Regions from separate parts of the Mus musculus genome. Here all the other regions are linked to region 2. The links are chromatin contacts, called in public Hi-C and promoter capture Hi-C maps. All regions are on one chromosome and are shown on one strand. The core of a region is the stretch at or near the end of the contact, and the rest is flanking DNA. Distances in the headings are between cores, read along the strand shown.

Region 1 (2,700 bases), core at 33-2,532, 5.2 Mb before region 2:
GTCACCCCAGATGAAGGAAATTCATATCTGCTTTTCAAAATCTGAATGCTACTTGTTGAATTCACTCACTGTGTAGACAGCAATATTAAATTTAAAAACTTGAGTCATATAGAAAAGGAGTAAAAAAAAATGAATAAATATACTTTCAGAAGTTCTGTGTACACACTGTGTACCATAGCTCAGAAATATCAGTGATTGTGACTTACACACACACAGTATCTTACTGTGGCTCAATGACAGCGAGTCAGAGCCAAGCCAACACTTGGCAGCCACAGGTGCACAGGGGTGAATTGTAATCAGTACCGGCTCCTTACACTGTGACCTTGGAAGCTTTGGAGTACACAGGGTGGTTTAGAATCAGCTGACACTAGACAACACGTGGTGTCATCACAGGGGTGAAAACTGTGTCCCACAAATGGGAGCCTTTATGGCAAAAGGCTAGGGACAGCTAAGTGGTTCTGGTCTCCGCTGGCTGCCTTACTCAGACCCACAGTAACCTTGACATATTCTGCTGAAGGTGGGTTTGGGTACACACCAGATTAAGCAGTCACTTGAATCCTAGCCTTCTTGCTTAGCTTTTCTTGAGGCTATTGACAAGTGTAACCCCTGTCATTTTGGAAACTTACTTGAGGTTTTTAAAGGGAGTGGTAGATCCCCTTCGTCTCCTCCCCGGGCTCTCAATGTTTATACCGCGGTCTTGTGAACTCAACACGGTTCTCAGATGCTCTAGAAACTGGGAAAAAGATAAATTCAGCAGCGCATGCAACTGAGATGTGTCACCTGTTTGTGTGCAGACCTGGGGTTAGTTCTGAGGGGCTCAAGGGAGACGGAAACGAGCGCTTTTCAAAGGGCATCACAGGCAAACAAACCCCCGGAAGAAATCAACATCCGAGTCACCTTGCAACTACAACTGTCAAGCCCCAGAGCTACTCGGCCGCTCAGATCAAGGGCCCTGGCGCCGCCCGAGCCACCCCGGGAGCGAAGCCAAGGCCCCCGCGGTGACAACCCCGCACCCGGCTCGCCGCGGCCTCCCTCACCGCTCGGGCAGGGGACGTGGGCCCCACGGCCCGGGTCGCTCACCCGCACGCGGAGTGCTGCGCGGTCCCGGGATGCTCCGGTGCGTGCGGGCCGCAGGACAGGGTCACAGCGTCCCGGTCCCGGGGCCGGGCCGAGCGCCGGTAGAGTGCAGCCGGGAGAGCTGCGGGGGAGGGGTAGCACAACAACTGCATCAGCTGAGCTCCGTACCGGGAGAGCCTGCGCGTGCGCTTGCGCAGTTCGCCCCAGGAAGGAGGGGCTAGGCCCTGGAATGGACACTACGCATGCGCACTGTCACCGGTTTGAAGGGAAGTTGCCAGGGTGAAAGCTTCTGGTTTTGTCACCTGTCTCTTCTCTAGACTGGAAAGTTTCAAAATAGTACTAATTGCGCCTGGCTTACGAATAATCGGTTTTCCCTTTTCCCCTCCACCAGGCTGATTCCTTTTGTAAAGGGGAGGAATGTGCACCGTCGCAATTTTGAGCGATCGTGTTCTCAAGTCTAGATTTGCAGACACAAAACTTCCTTCCTGGGGTTAGAATGAGCCGGTTGGTGCACATTTCTGGCAGAGTTGCAGGCCAGAATTTTGTTATTGAGTTTTCATTTAGAAATTAATGTCACCGGGAAGACGCACCCCCGCCCCCGCCTTGGTTTAATCTTGTTTTGATTTTGTACTTAAATTCACATTATTCAGTGCATGCAATAAGAGTTGTACCCCAAAGCTCATGACCAAGTGAGTTGTTAAAGGAGTGTCCCAATCCATGCACCTCATTGTCCAGTCATAATTTACAGTGAGTTGAGGCTACAGTGGCTCATTTTAGTGGCTCGCCAGTGTTATAGTCAAAGGTTGTTATGACCTCTTTTCTGTCTTCCTGATAATCAAGATGTATTAAGTGGCTCATAAGATTCCTGGATGGGATTATAATAAGATAAAATTGAAAGCAAGAACAGATGCGGTTGCTAAAGGAGTTTAATAGCTTCCCTATAAATGGGGTTTCTGGTGAAATTCCTAGAAAATTAACAGAGTTATAACTGGGAAGTAAGCATCTCTTAATTGTGTTTTTTTTTTTTTTTCTTTTTCTTTTTTTTTTTTTTTTTTTTCCTTCTCTACTGGAAAAAAGCAACTGCACTGGGCGAGGAGCTCCCAATTTTGTCCCGCTCTTCTAAACTGCCTTGTATGTATTTGGAAAGTATTTTGATTTATGACCATCTTCTATGTATATAAAAGTTTCATGAAATTGTTATCACATTGGGACATTGGTATTTGGAATAGCCCAAGTCTTTGTTTTCAGGTCATGGTTCCTCATATTGGCTTTAGAATAAACTCTTTGTCCTTTTGAGGTGAGAGCTGTGTATTTTCCATCTACATAAGCAGGATGTTTTAAGACTATTTAAAACATTCACCTCCTTAGGTCCGGCAATTTCACTCTGTGAGATTCATCCTAAATTATAATGAGAATTCTAAAGTAAAGTTGTGTGCAGTGTGTAACCAGTTTCTTAGGATTTCAATAGAGTTAACAATAGCTTCGAAGTAGACCATGGCAACTCTTATAAAGAATACATTTATTTGGGGTTGGCTTACAGTTTCAGAGGTTTAGCCCGTTATGCTCCTGGCAGGAAACATGGCAGCAACCAGGCAGACATGATACTGGAGGAGCTTAGAGTTC
Region 2 (2,700 bases), core at 48-2,547:
CCAACCACTACTTTCACCAAAGATTTGACTTTATATTATCATGAGTTTATAGTTAAGCTGAATAACACAATTTTCATTTCAGCAAAATCAACACACAAGCAATATACAGCACATACTTTTGAATACAATTAGCCAAACATTAACTCATTATATGTACTTTTAAACTGCTTGATATTAAAGTTATCCACAACTGTAGGCTGATTTTTTTTTTAAGAGCACAATGTAGGGAGAGGGAGTTTAAGTGGGAAATGACCACAAAGCATTTGTAAACTGCTGAGTCCTGAGTAAAAAGATAGAGGAAAACATAAATTTCAAGAAAATCTGAAACACTAAAGTTAGTTGTCCACTAATGCTGACTTTTCAGTGAGTCATACTTGCCTTCCTAAGTCAGTTTTACTGAACATATGGTGAAAAGAGTTAACTGTTTGGTAACTTCAAACCTTATATTCATTTAAACTGGACAAAAATATATACTACAGCTGGCAGAAATGCTATACAATGCTTAGAGCACACAATATCGTGTGCACAAGGCTCGTCTGACATTTATCTGATAAGGAACTGGAAAATTGTACCGTTTATAAATACCTTCTAAAAACTCAAGTTTCCACTTCCAAATCCAAACTTCCACCAGAATCAAACAACTTGTAGTGTGCACAGCATTTTTTTCTTGGCACCAGGCTGAGCTATCTGTGGTCTATCCTCAACTTCCTGCAAATTACCAAACTTCTGTCCCTTCCGCGTTGCCTACTCAGTCTGAAGCACTGAAGTTCTAACTTTGTAACTTTTTAACTCAGAATACATCTTTTGACAGTATGTACTAAAAGGAAATACCGTGAATACAAAGATCTAGATTGGAAAAAAAAAATTTTTTTTCCAGGAAGTAAGGGATCTTAGAATATTCTAAGTCCCACGCCACTAGTAAGAAGTGTGGACAGAGCTCAAAAGCATTAATCCCCGATCCTCACTCTTAAATTAGTTAATTTAGAAGAGTATCTATCTAAAGTCAAAGCACTTTGTTTAACTAGCCAACATCTAGGAAAGCCATCACACTTTGTTACCAAAGGAAAAAGAAAAAACAAAAAACATTTTTTTTTTAAATCCTGCGCGTAGCAAGCCCCCAACACACCTGGCTGGTTCACTCAGTCAACGAAGGGCAGGGAAAGTTCCAACCATAACCGACCAGCTCCAGACAAAGCTGACGGTCCAACGGCGGCGGGCACTCGGGACTGTTGCGGCCGGAAGGTGCCCGCACCTGAGTGCACACAGCTGGCGGGCGCCGGGCGCGCGGAGGCCCGGGGCGGGGCGGCGGGCAGGACCGCTCGGCGCTGGCCCGCCCCGGGCGCCTCGGGCCGGACACGCCGGGCCGCGGAGAGCGCGAGGGTGGCCGCTCGCCCGCCGCCCGAGACACCTGTTTGGCCGCGCCGGCGCGGACGGGGACGCGGACCCGGGCGGCGTTCCCGAACCCTCAGTCGCCCTGCCGCCGGCAGCCGAGCCCCTGGACCCGCAGCCCTCGGGCGCCTCCGCCCGCCGTCCCTGACATCAGCCCCGGCTCCCTCTCGCCCCTCCCGGAGGCGGGGAGGAGGACGACCCCCCACCCGCGACCTTCGCTGCCCTGGCCCGCCGCAGCACGGGCAGGGGCCGCTAGCCTGGGCCGCCCGCGGCCGCCCAGATCATCTCCCGGCGGCGGCGGCGGCGGCGGCGGCCGAGGCGGGCCCGGCGCGCGCTCCTGCCGCTCGCTCCCGCCGCTCGCTCCGCCCCTCCCGACCGCGCGGCCTGGACCACGGCCCGCCTACTGCGCAGCCGCCACCCAGGGGTCTCGGAGATGCTGACGTCCCGGCTGCAGCAGCTGCAGCAGCAGCAGCAGCCCCGGGGAAGGGCGGGGCCTGGGCAGAGTGGGCGGGGACACCGCGACCTGCGGATGCGGGGATTGGCCGCCGGGTGTTTGCCCCGCCCTCCTGCGGAGTGGGCTGGGAAGTCCCGGCTTCCCCGAGCTCAGGGTTTTTTTAGCCCCCTTCTGGTGAGGTTGAGTGTTCTAATTCTCTCAGGAAAGCAGAAAGCGAAATTAGCAGGGAGTACAAGTAAAGAACTGCCTTTTAAACTGTTGTCTGTGGAACAAACCTCAACGTCACGCTGACCTCTAACCCAATCTTAGCCCCCCCCCCCTTTTTTTTTGCCTCTTTTCCTTTCACAGCATTCCTCTATCCTTAATAACAAGAGATTTGGCATAATGAAGAGTGCTCTGTAACCAGATGTGTGCCTCAGAAGAACAGAGAACTCATATAGTGACAACGGACAGAAAGCCTCTTGGAGGAATGTGTGTAATGGCATTTTACTTCTGTTCTGCTATGGCAAATACTTAAGAGTTTTACAAACTCAGCGGGGAGTGGTGGTGCACGCCTAGCACTCGGGAGTTGGAGGCCAGCCTGGTCTAATAAGTGAGTTCCGGGACAGCCAGGGCTATACAGAGAAACCCTGTCTTGAAAAACCAAAAAAAAAAAAAAAAAAAAAAGAGAGAGAGAGAGAGTTTTACAAACTCGTCTGCTCTGCTTTGGCAAAGGTCCTGTGTACCAAGAAGCTATCTTTGTGGCAGCAACGGAAGTGGGTTGCCACCTGGTGAGGCAGCAGGGAGTGGAAGTAAGATCTAGAGACCTTAACCATCATCTGCAAGGCCAGGCCCCCGGATGGAAACACTGTGCCCTG
Region 3 (2,700 bases), core at 83-2,582, 9.8 Mb before region 2:
TTTGTTAAGTTATCACCATTTCATCCAAGGGCACAAACGAGAAAGCCAGAACACTTCCAAAACCATAAAAGAGGCTGAGTTCTGAACAACCAAAGAGAAAGAGAACACTAATTCTGGTGCAGTATAAAAGGAGAGGGTCCCAACTGAAAATATCCTTAGTGTTTCTCTAACACCCTACTAGAACTGAGTTCTGTTTCCCACATGGGTGTACTTCATTTGGAACTTAAAAACAAGCTAAGATCAGACATTTCCAAAGGGCAGCACACTCATATGTCAGTTAAGTCTAAGTTTGAAAAAAACGTCCCGGTCTTTTCCAGAAAATACTCAAAACGTATGGCGTTCCCCCTCACACTACTTGCCCCTTGGTACGCGGTCTCCTCAGTCGCCAAAGAAAATGGGCAAGAGCCTTAGTTCAATGATCAGATTTCGTATCACAAATGTGAGAACTTGAGTCGTGCATTTGGTCCTAATGCTGTCACAGCATTTAACACACAGTAAAAGGAGTTGCACCCGCTCGCCCTCTTCAGAGTTGGTCCTATCAGGAAGATGGGATGTCACCAAATCTGCCCCAAGAGGGGGAAGCAGCCAAGTTGGGCAGAAAATAACTATGGGAGGGAGGGGTGTCTTTGTGAACAATACTGCCTTCCGGGGAACATGGGAGCAGCAATTAAAAAAAAAAAAAAGGTAATGACAATATTAATAAAAGAAATAGATGGCGGGGGGTGGGGGGGAAGGGGCGGGATGTGGAGACGGCGACCTCCGGAGGGAAGGAAACACCCTGGGGAACCAGGAAGCACTTCGCGTTGGGGAGGAGAAACTGCAGGAAAAAGTGAGGGTCGGCTATGCCGTCTTCCCCGCCCGCCCGCCTCACGGCGAAAGCCCCAGGCCAGGCGGCGCCGCTCCGCCGTCGGCCGCTCCCGAGCCCGGACCCCCAGGGCCGGGTCCCGCCGCCCCCGCTCCCGCCCGCGGCCGCCGGGCTCCGCTTCCTATTTTCGGAGCACACACCCTACAAGGAGCGGAGGGGCCCGGCCTCGGGGAGCCCGGGCAGCACCCCGCTCGGGAAGCGCAGGCGTGCGGCCCACCACCGGAGCCCGCCCGGGGTCAGACTCCGGCCCTCGCGCCTCGGCACTCACCTCTCCCGCCCTCCCGCCCGCCCGGCTCCTCACCGCCGCGGCACCTACCTTCTCCTCATCGGACAACTGCTCCTCCAGATCCGCCATCTTCCTTCTGGCGACAGACCGTGGCGCTGGTGGCAGCAGCGGCCACCTGACTTCCCCCTTTCCGAGCGGTCTTCCGCGCCGCGCGCCCCCGCCAAGGGAGGGGCCCCGCCGCCCAGGCCGCCGCGCACGCGCCCCGGAGCTCCGCCTCCCGGGAGCCGAGCCACTGCGCACACGCCTGGGAGCTCCGCCTCCTCAGCCTAGGCCGCCGCGCACGCGCCCCCGGAGCTCCGCCTCCCTCCCCCTGAGCGCCGGCCTGAGCGCCGCTGTGCGCGTGCGCAGCGCCTCCAAAGTGGGATTGCTATGGTTATCTTCTGTCATCCTGCTCTGTCTGGTGCCTTCTCTAGTCAACGATGACCATATGGACCCGGTTGGCGATGAGTACATTCTGAGCCCATGACTTTGTTCCCACCAAGTCCTGAACGCTGCCAGCTAAAATGTGAAAAGCTGTACCAATTTAAAACATTTTTAAGTATTAGGAAAAATACTGTTTTAATTGAAATAGGCACACACAATCCAGTCCATAATTGAAAGATTACTTTTGATATATTCATTTATTCATCCGAAAAACATTTATTGGTCTTTTATGATAGGAAGACTATTTTGCTAGTTCTTAGGAATAAGAAATGTAGATTTAAAAACCCAAACAAACAAAAATCCCAAAGAAAATGCTCTTAAGCTCACCTCTATTAATTAGACATTGAGTTAGGGAAGGCATTGTACTCCTGGAAAGTAAAAAAAAAAGAAAAAAAAGTTAAGTTAGCCTTGGATCTGTACCCTCATGAACTGGCTGTCCAAACTACTTACAGGTCATCCAGTAGAAATTTCAATTTCATACAACCAATTTTTAAGGTAAATGTCCCATGAAGGATTTAAAGCATTCTAAAACCATTATTTATTATTTTCAAATTTTACTGGATGTCTCCTACTTTTATTTGCTAAATCTGGCAACTCTACTACTGAAGCTTCAAGTTAAAGAAAAGGGGGGGGGGTGGAAGGTTGAAGTCAAAGCTGACACAGGAAGCAGCTGGAAATGTTGATAAAATTGAGTTGCTAGTTCAGCAGGCCTGAGCAAACCAGAGAATCTATATTTCTTACAAGCTCCCAGGAAGGAGGAGTGCTACTCGTCTGAAAACCACACTTTGTTTTTACCAAGGACTAAGAGTTTAGTTAGTAGTTAAGACTTCAATAATTAGAAAGTGAGAAGCTCTTGAGGGCATTTGGACAGTGTCACGACATGAACCGAACATGCTCAGCGGTGTCAATCTGACAGCTGTGTGTAAATGACAGGTAAGAGGACCCTAAAGAGCTCAAATAGCTATCTGGGTCCAAGAACACTATCATTAAGTGACTTACTAAAGTGTTCGTTTGCAGAGAGCAGGAAGAGGAAGCTGACATGTGCGGGAACTGAAAGTGTCCAGTTGAAGACAAACCCGTGGAGACAGCATGCAAGTTAACAAAGAACAGTGTCTGACCAAACCCC
Region 4 (2,700 bases), core at 174-2,673, 5.8 Mb before region 2:
AGTGTGTGGGAGTTTAAACTGGAGGTGAAAAACACACAATTTGTTTCTATATGAGGATGTTCCTCTGTCCGCCCCCCCCCCCCCCCTTGCTCCATCATGCAAGCTAGGTAAGCATGCTACCACTGAGATAACACCCACATGCCCTATTTAAGGATTTGGAGGTTTATCTGAAAGGATAAGCCATTTAAAGGTTGTAAGGCATTTTTAAAACACACATTCTCCCTCAATCCACAGAAGAAACTTTGTCGGATAGATGTTATCAGTGTTTGTTTACACATGAGCGGGCTAGGGGTTTGAAATGGTTTGACCTATATGAGGGGCTGCAAGCAGCAGGAAATGGAATCAGAAGGCAGGCAGGGACTTTTTGGTGGAAATGTTTTTTTTTGGGAAAGGAAAGGGGTTTTCTTGCTTTTTGCCTGGCCGTATTCTATTCAGGCTTCGTTCAGAACTTGTTTTTCAGGCCCAACTGTGCATTCCCTAGTAAAATCTAGTTTTTAACTAAGAACGCCATGAAGTCAGTTTAGCTTTCTATCTTTCTTATCTTCCTGTTTTCAAGGTAACAAGTACCTTTGTTGTGTTAGCAACAATGTTGTTATGCTTCCAAGTCATTGTCCCCCTTAAAGCTAATGTGATTCCCCATTTGCTCAAGCATCCCTACCGCATCCTAATCGTTAAAGTCCCACTTTTACAAGCTCTCTATTGAACTGGAACCATTATCTCCTCTCCATTGCAAGATGGATTTATAGCGGTCCGTACGCGAACGAGACTGTCTTAAAGCCCTCCTTAACAACGTGTTCTTACAGGTATTGAATATCTTTTAAATTCATTTTGTACATGGAGGGACACACTGTTTCCCTGTATATTCACAGTCCTGTGAGAAAGGTTTTGTTACCATTTCACAGATGGAGAAACCAATTTCAACCCCTGAGACTGCTGCTCCGCAGCACCTGTGAAATGCGGCGCTCACGTGTGTACAACTATGTTAATTTAAGTGCCATCAGAATGCAGATTAAAATCATCTGTGGTGTTTGAAGGTGCGCTTAGGGCCAAGGAAAGCTAGCTAGGGCTGTAGAATAAAGATGTTCAGGATTGGGGATTAATGGCGGACTTAATTAGAAAAGCAGGCTGGGGCAAGGAGAGACAGGTTTTGAAGGTTTGGTCAGCATATGCAAAGCCATATATTATACCACCTATATGAAAGAGCAGCAACGCCTTCTACATAGATTTATAGTCCACTTGCAATTATCCCACTCTAGCTGGCTCAGTTTCGGTCCAACTCTAAGCGGTGACCTCGCTGCTTTGGGGCCTGATCATCCGTGGTCTTCCCTGCTTTTGCTGCTAATCCCGGGTGGGAGTTAAACAGGCCCAGGGTGGGGCAGCGCAGCGAGCACCTGCCTCCCCAGGCTCGCCGCTGGGCGTGGAGAGCGGCTAGGAGGCCGGGCCAGGGAAGGAAGCGCGCGGCGCGCCTTGTCCCTGACGGCGATCCGTAGCGCTGGGAGTCAGCGGCGGAAACATGGCGGCCGTGTCGGTCCTAGCGAAAGTTTCTACCGAGGCCTTGCGGTGCTAGTGCGGGAGGCCTCGGGCTCACGTCCCCACATCACCTCCGCGTTCTGGCTCGGAGGCTCCGCGCCCTTTGGCTCTGCGAGCTTCGCAGCGGAAAGAGCGAGGCTCGCTGGCGACCGCTGACTCGGGTAAGGGGCATCCGGGAGCCGAGGGGCGGCGGAGGGCTGGGGCGCCGCCCAGGGTCCGGCTGAGCCGGCCAGGCCCCGCCCCGTCGGCCTCCTGGTGGGATCGATGCTCGGGGGCTGGCGACCGCCAAGGGAGGGCGTGCCTCGGTGTCCCGCCTCACCCTGACCCGGGAGTCGCGTGGTGTCGCCTCGTCCCAGAGCTAAGGGGTAGCGGAACAGCCAGGGTCCCGAGCCCACTTCTCCATCTCTCGCTAGATCGAGCCCTAACGGGAGAGAAGTTACCATAGCTGCTCAAAAAGGAGAGTCCGAGTTGCCATTCTTCTAGTTAAGAGGTGGGCCGAAAGAGTTATTAGCAGGAACTCAGAGAAACTAGGCTGCAGGTCTCCAACTCCTGACGGCTCAGTGTTGTTCTTTCAGGTTTGGACATTTCCCCTACGAGGAACAGACATAGATTTCCACTGAAGGATTATGAAAGCGATACATTGTGTCTTGAAGTCCATTGTCTTAGGACACCATGAGGGCACTTTTCTGTTTTGGAAGAAATTTGGTGAATTAAGTGAAGGTTGGAGTAAAGCCAAGAGCAGACAAGCCAATGATTCCTGGACTCTCACTTAAGTACTAGTGCTAGCTGTGGCTTATTAGAAAGTGGTTTATTTTATCTGCATTTCTTAAGTAGTTTTTTCTATTATTAGTCAGTCTCCTCTCCCCGCCCCCCCCCCTTCGGAATTGAATGTTAACTTGATTACAGACTGCTGGATACTGAGCGTGCATTGTGGAAGACAGATCTCCCCAGAGACTTTGTGACCTGTGAAGAATGCAGACATTAAACAAATGGTGAAGAAAAGAGTAGTTTTACTTTTCCATTTCAGAGAGAGTGATCCGAGAGGCGATTCTCCTACGAAAAGAATTGTAAGCCCACACCTGAATGAAGGGTTTGACAGATAAAGGGCAGATAGGGCTAGGAGGAGGAAAAGGAATATGTCCAGAGAGGGCACGCCATTTCTGTAGTTCA
Region 5 (2,700 bases), core at 147-2,646, 9.2 Mb before region 2:
AACAAAGACAACCTATCATTTGGGACAAACACCTAAAGACGTTCTTATATAAAAACTCAGTAAGTTCAGTGTGTGTTCATCAACAGAAGACTACACAGCACATCCGCTGCTTTCTAAGTGGCAAGCACAGGTAACCAAAACACACGTTAAAAGAATAAATATCAAACAGGAAGAGACTAGAAAGAATCTTCTATTTCCTGTTCTTCCCTTCCCTTCTGAGTGTTGATTTTAATCAGAAGAGACCAAGGAACTGTTTCCTAGGTTCAAATTTTTATTTATCAACAGCTTCCTAAACCTCATACCATATATTTGCATACGATTTGAAACCTTCAATTCTGGCACAAAATAGAAATTCCCTTTTAGAAGATGAACCTGCAACTGCAAAGCCGCAGAAGAAAGTTTCCTCAACTTGGCTTTCTTACTGTGCACAACTTCCTTCCTTATTTGAAAAATGACCAACTAACTTAAATTCACTTGAAAGAAAACAGGCGCAATTCCCGAGAACAAGACCTTTAAGGTCGAAAGTTACAATAGAATGTGACGTCAGCATTCTTTTGAGTCATAGTCTGGTCCCCACCTCTTTCTCCCAGGCGACCTGAGAGACCTAATCTCGGAGCTCCTCAGGTAGGGCCTTTATAGCCTGGACACCAGGAGCAGCCAGGAGGGTGCTCCGCAGGCGGGGCCGCTGAGCACCTGCAATGACCGCTGTTTGTGCCTGGCTGCCAAACGGCATTTTCTTTTGAGAATTAACTCCGCAAGAAGGAGACAGTGTTTTGGCACTCAAGCCATAAGTGAAACACATACACATCCCCCAAAAGTCATCACTTCAGAAGTTATCAGCAGGCGCGGGTGTGAAGGAAGTGTCACCAGTCAGCAGCCACTTTAGAGCGCCTGGGGCAGCCAGACTGCAGGGGAGGAGGATGTCAAAGCCACATCACTGAATCACACAGGCTCCCCAGAGCGCTGCTTCCCCAGGCAGGAAGCGGTGTCAGCCACCACCTCGCCTAAGACTTCGCCCAGGGCTTGGGGGAAGGCGTGGCCGAAAGGTTTTCCGAAAAGTTTCAGGCGCAGAGACAGCGAGTTGCAGGGTCCCGCTCCGCAGCGACAGTCACCCAAGGGATCGGGGTCCGGGGAGTCATCCTCCAGCCGCACCCACCGGGTCTGGTCCCGGAACCCGGACCAGCTCCCGCGCTCAGGTGAGGCGACCACGCCCGTCGCCCGCCCCACTCACCTTCTTCATTTTGGTTTCCAGGTCCATACTGGGCGTCGGAGGGGCTCAGTCCCGCGTCCGCGATCTCCGCTGCGGGAACTCCGGCGCCGCTGCCGCTGCTACTCAGCATGGGCACTCGAACTTCCGCAGCCCGGTTCGGCAGCGGCTGGGACCTGGAACAAAGAGGCCCTGGCAGCCAATGGCAGCGGGGCAGTGCCGGGTAGCGGCCAATCAGCGCGCGCCGCACGCACCTTCGCAGCCAGAGCGTGCCGCTAGCAAGGTGAGGGGCGGGGCCGCGAGGGGCGGGGCCCTGCGGAGTTCCCTGGGCGCACCGACTTAGTTTCTTCAAAGCCTTGCACCCACTGGACTTCTGTGGGGCCATCCTTTCCTCCAGCTGAAGAGCAGACCCATACCTTTACATTTCGGTAGTTGTACTTGTGTGTCCGAGGACTTTTCAAGCAGGCCAAGAGGAGTGAGTGACCCTCCCAGTACCAACTTCTTGGCTGATTTCAGAGACAAAAAGAAGTCATGGAGCTCCTTGGGCATCCCAGAGATGAGCACGGGCCCTGGTTTCACTATTGAATGGTGGAGATGTCCATTTCTCCAATGCTTTCTCTAGAGTCCTGTGCACTTCCAAGGAAGCTTCTCTCACATCGTTGATGCCCATCAAGACTACCACTATATTGTTTTGTGAGCACTCAACACTAAAAAGCAACGGGAGGCTCACAGCAACTACTGCAGAAGTAAGTGGTGTCCTTGTTTGGGAAACAGGGTTCCCTTTTTGGACCTACTAAGTGGGAAAAAGGCGAGCTGCTCTTGCTTCTCGTGAAGTCTAGTTTCAAACTGCGGTCTCACAGAAGCCTGGGCCACCAAGAACCCATTCTATCTTTTCTTTCAATAGCTATTGCGGAAAGAACCTCATCTTGGATTGTTGGGGCGTGGAGGACCCTAGGGATTAATTTACTTCATACATCTTGCAAGGATCTGTAGGCCCCGAAGTACAGGCACCTCTCAGATACAACATATTGGGAACAGAGCTTGAGTCCCAGTAAATTGGGGGGACAGGGGGTGTGAGTTAATTATGCATCTATGTGTGAGCATGCCTACTTTTGAGAGCAGGTTCACTTAGAGCCCAGAATAAGTAGAATCTTCTGAGGTTGGAGTTCCAGGCCGCCGTGAGGCCCCTGCCTTGGGGGATGGGAACTGAAATCAAGTCCTCTGCAAGAGCAGCAGGAGCTTTTAACAACAGAACCATCTCTCTAGCCCGAAGTAATTTTATTCAGTTCCTACTACATAGAAATTGTTGATGGCTAGGTATCTGGTGATCTCCTAGTCCAGCGTCTACATATGCATATGTATATATGTTTTCCTCTATATGCACGTGATATTAAAAATAAAATCTCCATATAATGCAGATACTTGGGTCGAGATGTTTCATTTTACGTCTGGACATTTGGTAACTAAAGCACTTCAAAATACACTTTAGCCAA

What was found. Promoter capture Hi-C pulls out the DNA fragments that hold promoters and counts their contacts. A called contact is a pair of places that touch in the nucleus more often than the background predicts.
Region 1: a contact with region 2 is called in a promoter capture Hi-C map of pre-B cells. The contact joins the promoter of Tmem106b here to the promoter of C1galt1 in region 2. A contact is called at or near these places in 1 of 39 promoter capture datasets (pre-B cells) and 2 of 484 Hi-C or Micro-C datasets (CD4 T cells and pre-B cells).
Region 3: a contact with region 2 is called in a promoter capture Hi-C map of pre-B cells. The contact joins the promoter of Capza2 here to the promoter of C1galt1 in region 2. A contact is called at or near these places in 1 of 39 promoter capture datasets (pre-B cells) and 2 of 484 Hi-C or Micro-C datasets (CD4 T cells and CD8 T cells).
Region 4: a Hi-C map of B cells shows a contact between it and region 2, with 5 read pairs. The contact joins the promoter of Tmem168 here to the promoter of C1galt1 in region 2. A contact is called at or near these places in 1 of 39 promoter capture datasets (pre-B cells) and 1 of 484 Hi-C or Micro-C datasets (B cells).
Region 5: a contact with region 2 is called in a Hi-C map of CD8 T cells, with 6 times the contacts expected there. The contact joins the promoter of Tes here to the promoter of C1galt1 in region 2. A contact is called at or near these places in 2 of 484 Hi-C or Micro-C datasets (CD4 T cells and CD8 T cells).

What each region holds. Positions count from the first base shown.
Region 1 is chr6:13,068,341-13,071,040 of GRCm38.p6, reverse strand. It overlaps Tmem106b (transmembrane protein 106B), which reads right to left and starts at 1,282. Exons shown (of 9, transcript NM_027992.3): 1 at 1,081-1,282; 2 at 627-733.
Region 2 is chr6:7,843,821-7,846,520 of GRCm38.p6, reverse strand. C1galt1 (core 1 synthase, glycoprotein-N-acetylgalactosamine 3-beta-galactosyltransferase, 1) reads right to left here and starts at 1,297. Exons shown (of 4, transcript NM_052993.3): 1 at 1,127-1,297.
Region 3 is chr6:17,635,642-17,638,341 of GRCm38.p6, reverse strand. Capza2 (capping protein (actin filament) muscle Z-line, alpha 2) reads right to left here and starts at 1,332. Exons shown (of 10, transcript NM_007604.3): 1 at 1,182-1,332. The coding sequence starts at 1,220.
Region 4 is chr6:13,606,821-13,609,520 of GRCm38.p6, reverse strand. Tmem168 (transmembrane protein 168) reads left to right here and starts at 1,423. Exons shown (of 5, transcript NM_028990.5): 1 at 1,423-1,691.
Region 5 is chr6:17,063,845-17,066,544 of GRCm38.p6, reverse strand. It overlaps Tes (testis derived transcript), which reads right to left and starts at 1,396. Exons shown (of 7, transcript NM_207176.3): 1 at 1,232-1,396. The coding sequence starts at 1,258. It overlaps Gm15473 (predicted gene 15473), which reads left to right and starts at 958. Exons shown (of 2, transcript NR_167659.1): 1 at 958-1,953.